Regions from separate parts of the Danio rerio genome. Here region 1 is linked to region 2. A link is a contact called in public Micro-C data. All regions are on one chromosome and are shown on one strand. The core of a region is the stretch at or near the end of the contact, and the rest is flanking DNA. Distances in the headings are between cores, read along the strand shown. Region 1 holds the start of gid4 (GID complex subunit 4 homolog). Region 2 holds the start of rai1 (retinoic acid induced 1).

Region 1 (4,474 bases), core at 679-3,178, 200 kb before region 2:
CTACCTGCAAACACATTGCATAGGTGACTTAACAGTGTCACAAAAGTAAGCTGTCTACTACATTTTGGTCTCAATACCTACCTAGTGTGCTGCTAGGCAACAAACAAACATTATTTAGGGGTTCATAATCTCACCTAAAAAGCTGTCTAGCAAGACAACATGTTAGTCTCAATATCTACTAAGTAGGCTACCTTCACACAAACTGTTTTGAACTTCAAGTCTTACAAGTTACCAACCTAGTTACCTAGAAACTAACAGTTCTGTTGAGCTTTATAATCATGTGACAAGTCAATACCTACCTAGTATGCTGCTCATTATGTTAGGGTTTCATACTTGGTCGCTACCTAAAAAGCAGTCCTTTAAGTCTCAATACCTACTTAGTAGGCTACCTTCACACAATTGTTAATAATCAAGTCTTACAACCCATTTTCTTAGCTTACATTTTTGACTGAAAGCTAGTACACTGCCCAGTTTTATCATCTTACAACCTATACATGTCTATAGCTGCCTAGTATGCAAAGCAACAAACATTATTTTAGGGCCTCAGCTAGACAACACTTAGGTATCAATGTCATAGAGGTAACGTTGGTTTTATATTTGCATATTCGTTCATTTAGCAGTCTCTAAATTGTTTACTATGTTACTTTGAATATTGGATCGGAATTAGCATGCAAGTATGACTTCTGAACAGCATTAGCACTATCAGATTGACTGTGAACAATGCTGTACTTTGATAGTCATTTGCCGCTAATATGATTTCCCTATTTAGAATTTGCAAAGAATACGTTTCTGACACTATATTATTAAGGAGAATGTCTGAATATCCCAATATAAACCAACTTTACCTCTATCTCCATGCCTACTTAGTAGGTTACTGACTGGAACATTACCTAGCTAGTAGTACACTGCCTAAATGACCAACAATCCCTACTACAGGTTCACCATAAACAGCATTTTGACCTTAGAATCTTTCCTAGCAGGCTGTATACACCAAGAAACAAACTTCACTTTAGACTTTTGAAATTTCACAACCTTGTCAGCGCCCTAGCTAAACTAGTCTTGACTACGTGGACTGCATTATGAACTCAAACAGCACCGCCTCAGAGCCGGCGAGTGAGCTGAGCTGTCTATCCAGGCAGCAGTTCTGGACAGCGCGGGTACCCTCAGTTAGAAGCTCACTGTTCACTAACACCTAGCAAGTGCTCATTGGGGTAATGCTGGTTTTATATGCACACATTCAGGCTTTCTCCTCTATAATTTAGTTTTAAAGAAGTATCCCTTGAGAACTCTATATATTGAAATCATACTATCAGCCAAAGACAATCAAAGCACTGCATTCTTCACAGTCCATTAAATCGCGTTGTTGTGGTTTTGTGATAATAATGTGATTATAGAGCCAATATTCAAAGTAAGTTAGCGTGGTAAACACTATCGGGAGTGTGTCATAAGCTGTCACTGAACGAATGTGCGAATATAAGACCAACTTCACCTCAGCCTCGGAGCCCAGTGAGCTACAGTTCTGAACATTTGGTTCCCTCAGTAGGGCGCTCAGTGCCCACTAACACCCACCAAGTGCTCACCTGCAGAACCACCTCTACATCGTAGGAGTTCCCTTTGCTCTTCTGGTGTCCCCGGAACCGGGAGCCGCTGTAGAGCAGGGAGGTGCTGACGCCGGGCTGGCGCGTGTTGATCGGCGGGGGCGGAATAAGCGAGGCCGAGGCTGAGCAGGCCGCAGACGGGCCCGGGCGGCAGGCGGTGCGAACCGGCATGCTGGATCTCTTCTGCGGGGCCCGAGCAGCGGAGCGTCGCGTCTGTGCGCCGCTGGACCAGGAGAAAACACGACGCTTCACCGCGCGGCGCGTCAGTTTACAAGCTTCTCCCGCAGGACGCGCGGTTACGTCCCTCACAGCAGAATGAAGGCGCTCAACGGAGAGTCGTGTGACCCTGCACGCTGTTCTCTGATTGGATGACGGACGCCGAGTAAAAAATGACGCTGGATTCTCATTGGCTGCATAGTGAAAAGCATGACGGGCTTTGTAGTTGTGAGATGTGGAGGATCGTAAATGTTCTAGAAGTGCTGTTTGTTTAGTGTGACTTTCTTTGTAAATCTGTATGTAAAAAACGCAATTCTCGTTATCTTACCGTTATTTTAATTAACTGTAAAAAATAAAAATAAATATTTGGTAAAAGCTGCTGTTTTAATAACGATAACTTATATATTAATCATATTTAAACAATACTTGAGAAAATAAATGTCCTTAAATGTTCAACTCTCCTGATGAAAAGCTTGATCAGGGCTTTGTAGTTGTGACTGAAATGTTCTAGGAGTGACAGCTGTTTGTTTAGAGTGTAAAACACAGAAGAGCCTCAATCAGTAGTGCAAGAGTGTGAATCCTGTTAACATAATGTTCACATACACACAAATACACTTCATTAAACATGTACAGATATCACTCATATACTATATAACTGCAGGTTAGGTATGTTTATATATAATAACTTTACTGTTAAACGCTATTAATCAATTAAAGTTACTAGTAACTAATAAAGTGATGTTAAGTAACGTCTCTGATTTTGACTGTGATGCAGTAGTTATTATGAAAAGTGCTATACAAACTTGAATTTAATTTTATTTCCACTTTAAATACTGATTGAGTTTATTTTGTAGTAAAGTAAATATATATTTGGCTAAAGGTTTAGCTGTGGTGGTGATGTTTTTGTATATTTATTATATATTTAAGAAATGTCCTTTTATGTAAAACTTTCCTCACCGCACACAAATGGAGCTTCTGCGATACCTACACATCTCTGCAGATGGCAGCATTGCAGATTGAGTGTCTCTAAAACACATTTAAATAAAAATGAAGGCATCATCTTAATTTTATATCAGATTTTAATAAACAAAAACAATACATGTGAGTAGACATATAATATTTCTCAGACATTATATATATAAATTTTCTTTCTCTCTGTCTGATGAACGTGTTAACGCTGCTCAGGTAATGTCATGTCCTCCAGCTCCTCCTTCACAAAGCGAATGTAGTTCTGTATTTCTGAGATGCGCTTGCGATTCCTCTTCACCTCTTCTTCTTGTATCTACACACAGAACAGACAAAGATTTTATCCAATATTTACATTTAATTTAATGATAAAAAGTGTTGTTTAATATTATATAATAATAATATAATACCATAATATAATATAATATAATATAATATAATATAATATAATATAATATAATATAATAATACAATATAATATAATATAATATAATAATATAATATGATATAATACAATATAATATAATATAATATAATATAATATAATATAACATAATATAATATAATATAATATAATATAATATAATATAATACCATAATAATATAATATAATATAATACCATAATAATATAATATAATATAATATAATATAATATAATATAATATAATATAATATAATAATACAATATAATATAATATAATATAATATAATAATTTAATATGATATAATACAATATAATATAATACAATATAATATAATATAATATAATATAATATAATATAATAATACAATATAATATAATATAATATAATATAATAATATAATATGATATAATACAATATAATATAATACAATATAATATAATACAATATAATATAATATAATATAATATAATATAATATAATATAATATAATATAATATAATATAATATAATATAATACCATAATAATATAATATAATATAATATAATATAATATAATATAATATAATATAATATAATATAATATAATATAATATAATACAATATAATATAATATAATATAATAATATAATATAATATAATAATAATATACTATAGTATAATATAATATAATATAACAATAATATAATATTATAATAATATATTATAGTTCTCTGTATTGTTATTCATTTATTATTTTATTGTCTCTATTTTACTATTATTATTATTTTTAATTTCTTTATGCATTTTCATTTAATGCAAACCCTGGCTTGTATATAGTTGTTGCTAGCTATGTATATTGGCTGTGTTCTGCAATAAATAAATAATCAATTTATTTAAATAAAAAATATATATTTAATATAATATAATATAATATAATATAATATAATATAATATAATATAATATAAAAATAATATAATATAATATAATATAATAATATAATACAATACAATACAATACAATACAATACAATATAATATAATATAATATAATATAATATAATATAATATAATATAATATAACGCTGGGCAAAATTAATTGCATCCAGGATAAAAGTTTTAACATAATATATGTGTGTATGATCTATGTATGTTTATTATGTAAATATAAATACACACATGGATGCATTAGATATAATATATATGATACAAATCATATATAAATTAAAATATCTGCATCAATATTTGTTTTGTTTGTATATGTTTGTGTGTATTATTATTTTGTATATATA
Region 2 (4,411 bases), core at 1,534-4,033:
CAGCAAAACATTCATTCATTCTCCTGCGGCTTACTCCCTTATTCATCAGGGGTCGCCACAGCAGAATGAACCACCAACTACAGCAGCATATGTTTTACACAGCGGATGCCCTTCCAGATGTAACCCAGTACTGGAAAACACCCAAACACACACATTCACACACACACTCATACACTAGGGCCAGTTCCCCTATAGCGCATGTGTTTGGACTGAAACCGGAGCACCCGGAGGAAACCCACACCAACACGGGGAGAACATGCAAACTCCACACAGAAATACCAACTGACCCAGCCGAGACTCAAACCAGCGACCTTTCTACTGTGAGGCTACAGTGCTAACCACTGCGCCACCATGATGCCTAAAATGCAGTTTCTAGTCCAAATATCTCAATAAACTGAAATCCAGAAGCATTTTCCAGACAAGCAGAAGATATTGTCTTGTTTTCAGAAATAATGAGGCAAAACGAAGTGAGTTTGTGCTTAAAACATGCTAAATAATCTGCCAATGGGGTAAGAAATGTAATATAGTTAATAATAATTAGTTTACCCTAATAATAATTTGCTTGAGTAAATTAAAGACTCAAAAGTGACATGATAAAATAAAAGCCTCGTGTGGTGTCAAATTACTGCATATTCTGTTCTGACTGGTTTAGTAGAATTGTTCCAGATATTGTCATTCACTGGGCAGATGTGGGAGAACGGATGTTTACTACATGGTGTGTGTGTGTGTGTGTGTGTGTGTGTGTGTGTGTGTGTGTGTGTGAGAGACTGTCAGATGAAGTTCACACATAATAACGCAAGCGCTGCCATCTAGCGGTGACACACCGATACAACTGTTCTGACTGAAGAAAACAGCCAAGCAAAAAAAAAAAAAAAAAAGATCTCTATTAAATAAAAAAAGGGTATTATAGATAAAAGACTGAATATTAATTTTAATAATTAAATAAATACAATTATATAAATATATAAAAATAAATGAAAAAAATATATACAAAATAAACAAATAAAAACTGATTAGAGACTTAAATAAATAAATAAAAATGTGTAAATATAAACTGATTAGAGAATTAATTAAATAAATAAATAAATATAGAAACAATAATTGTATAAATAAATATATAAATGAATAATGACTGATTAGAGACTTAAATATATAAATATATATATATATATATATATATATATATATATATATATATATATATATATATATATATATACTTAAATAAAAAAATAAAACTGATTAGGAACTTAAATAAAAAAATAAAAAAATAAAACTGATTAGGAACTTAAATAAATAAATAAATAAAACTGAATATGAGTCTAAATAAACGTATGAATAAATAAATAAATAAATAAATAAATAAATAAATAAATAAATAAATAAAAACAAATTAGGAACATAAATACATGAATGAATAAATAAATATTGACTAATTAGGGACTCAAATAAATAAATAAATAAATAAATAAATAAATAAATAAATAAATAAATAAATAAAACTGATTAGGAACTTAAATAAATACATAATAAATAAATAAGTAAAGTAAGTAGTAGTTTGATGAAAATATAGTTGTAGTATTAGCACTGAAGTCATATGAAATGTCAGAATTTGGCATCAACAACATGAAAGATCCACCCTGCCTTGTATCAGCGGTTGAAATGTCACATGAATATTACTGTAGGAGCCACAGAAGCAAAGCAGGTCATATCATAACTAATTTCATGCAATAACATCTACAACACAAACAACAACAACAACAACAGAGTTAGTTACAGTCTATGACAGAGTTTATTAAAAACCTTCACATCTGATTTCAGAACGTAACAAGGTTTGCATGTGTCAGCAAAAGCTATGACTAGTGTTAAAGCCCTGCAATACAGTGGAAATAAGATTTTCATTTAACCCAATCACATAACAATCAAACATTTACAATCAGAAATGAAATTTCATTTTATAGTTACTTTGGTTTGAATTCAAACAGCAAAGTAAAACCATGTTTAATCATGCAGTTACTATAGTTTGACATCAAATAACGTAGTAAAACCATGCTTAATTATGTAGTCACAATGATTTTACTTCAAAAACTGTAGAAAAACATGGGTAATTTTGTAGCTACTATTGTTTTACTTCAAATACTATACTAAATCATGGTTAATTGTTTAGTTACTTTGTTTTTTTATAAATACCATAGTAAAACCTTGGGTAATTTTGTATAGTTAATATGAATTTAGTTCAAATACCATAGTAAAACCATGGGTAATTTTACAGTTACTGTGATTTTAATACAAATACCATAGTAAAACAATGGGTAATTTTGTATAGTTGATATGGATTTATTTCAAATACCATAGTAAAACCATGGGTAATTTTTCAGTTACTATGATTTTAATACAAATACCATAGTAATGGGTAATATTACAGTTACATTGATATGAATTCAAATACCATAGTAAAAGCATACGGTTTTACTTCAAATACAATACTAAACCATGGTTAATTGATCAGTCACTATGGTTTAATAAAAATACCGAAGTAAAACCATGTTTAATCTTTATAAAGGTATGAACCAGCAAACAAAAATCAAAACAGATCTTACCAATACATCCGACGGAATGTCCAAAGTTAACGAGAATATTTATTATATCAGCCATTAAAGTGTTCTTTATTAAAGTCTACCCAAATCCTAAATCTACCCTTCACGGCAATGTAAAACAGATATTAATGTTGAACAGTGAGATTGTTGTATAGTGGATTGTTGTACTTAACTTCCGGTCGCAGCGGGATCTCTTCTCTGGTCAGGTGTTTAATTAAACTGTGCTGGGGCCTCATTCATAAAACTTTGCGTAGAAGCCTTCCTAAACGTGAACGCACAAAAGAATACATCTTGATGTATTTATTAATGATGATGGCGGCTCATATGATGATTTAAAGTCGTTTAATTAAGTATTCAATGTATGTTACCAAGAGTTTACTTACAGCTGCGCACGTTGCCGCCCCCATTTTGTGCGTAGGCTACGTTCCTTTAGGTTGTCATGTACTGATTTCTGCCGCCATCTTGTGGATATACATGGCCAGTGGTCATATGAACTGCTTTAATGCGGTGCTGTCGGTGGTGTTACAGAAAACGATCAAATAAAATAAACATATTCTTCAACGATTGAAGTAATGCTGAATTAAAATAGCGCTATTCTTTCCAGTCAGATTTAAATTACATATTTCAACCACTATTTTGGCCATATTTGACCAAGCGTTGGGTTAAAATAACCCAGTATTTTTATTAGAATGTAAAAACATTAAATAGCTATAATAAAAACTGTCACCTTTAACGTTCGTCTAAATAAATGAGCTCATGTAAACTGATCCAACATTTACACAAATATAAATGGGAGTTTGAGAAAACTACCCAGACAGCACACATACGTTGGGCCGACGTCGTGCCGACTTTCAAAATTCCATCGGCGCGATGTCGCTCAGGGAGCGTTTGCTAATTGGCAAAATGTCGCCGCGACGTCGGCAAATGATCGGAAACGCAGTTCACATGATGCATGTCGCGTTTGTCTAATTTATTATGCACGCAAAAACTTACTTGTAAACCAAATATGTTGCCGGATTCTTTCATGGGCATGAGAGATCAAGTGCTTATGAAGTGCTTCGTCGGCCTCTGGTCGTTAACCGACGCAGAGCCGACGTTTGTTGAGCTGGAACAATAGAACACAAGACCGAACGATCATGCGTATGTTTGGCCGACCATATACCGATGTTAGAATTAAAGGGGCCGACGTGTTGACCTTCGGCCGACGTCGGCCCAACGTATGTGTGCTGTCTGGGTAAAGAAAATAATAATAATGCTAAAGCTAAATATAAATAATTCTATAGCTTTGATTTAGTGTCAGTAATTTAGATTATATGTAAATACATAATTAAAAATACATTGTCAGGTATATTTAGAGCAAAAGTCATATAACACATTATAGAGACTATTAAACAATCACATTGCAGAAAATTCATCTATTTTTATTTATTCATTTATTTATTTATTTATCTATTCGTCTATTTTTTATTTGTGTATTTATCTATTCATCTAGTTCTTTATTTATTTATTTATTAATCTATTTTTTAAATTAATTAAATTATCTATCTATCTATTTATTTATTTATTTATTTATTTATTTATTTATCTGTTCATTTATTTATTTATTTATTCATCTATTTATTTATTTATTTATTTATTTATTTATTTATTCATTCATTTATTCATCTATTTATTTATCTATTTATTTATTTATTATTCTATTAATTAATTAATTAATTAATTAATTAATTTATTTATTTATTCATCTATTTATTTATTCATCTATTTATTTATTTATTAATTAATTTATTTATTTATCTGTTCATCTATTTAGT

The links. A called contact is a pair of places that touch in the nucleus more often than the background predicts.
Region 1: a contact with region 2 is called in a Micro-C map of caudal fin, with 6 times the contacts expected there. The contact joins the promoter of gid4 here to the promoter of rai1 in region 2. A contact is called at or near these places in 1 of 18 Hi-C or Micro-C datasets (caudal fin) and 1 of 4 datasets of contacts at active chromatin or transcription factors (embryo).

What each region holds. Positions count from the first base shown.
Region 1 is chr3:67,124,530-67,129,003 of GRCz12tu, reverse strand. gid4 (GID complex subunit 4 homolog) reads right to left here and starts at 1,928. Exons shown (of 6, transcript XM_073945282.1): 1 at 1,581-1,928. The coding sequence starts at 1,769. It overlaps drc3 (dynein regulatory complex subunit 3), which reads right to left. Exons shown (of 14, transcript NM_001077727.2): 14 at 2,876-3,096. The coding sequence ends at 2,986.
Region 2 is chr3:66,925,110-66,929,520 of GRCz12tu, reverse strand. rai1 (retinoic acid induced 1) reads right to left here and starts at 2,783. Exons shown (of 5, transcript XM_073945200.1): 1 at 2,601-2,783. The coding sequence starts at 2,655.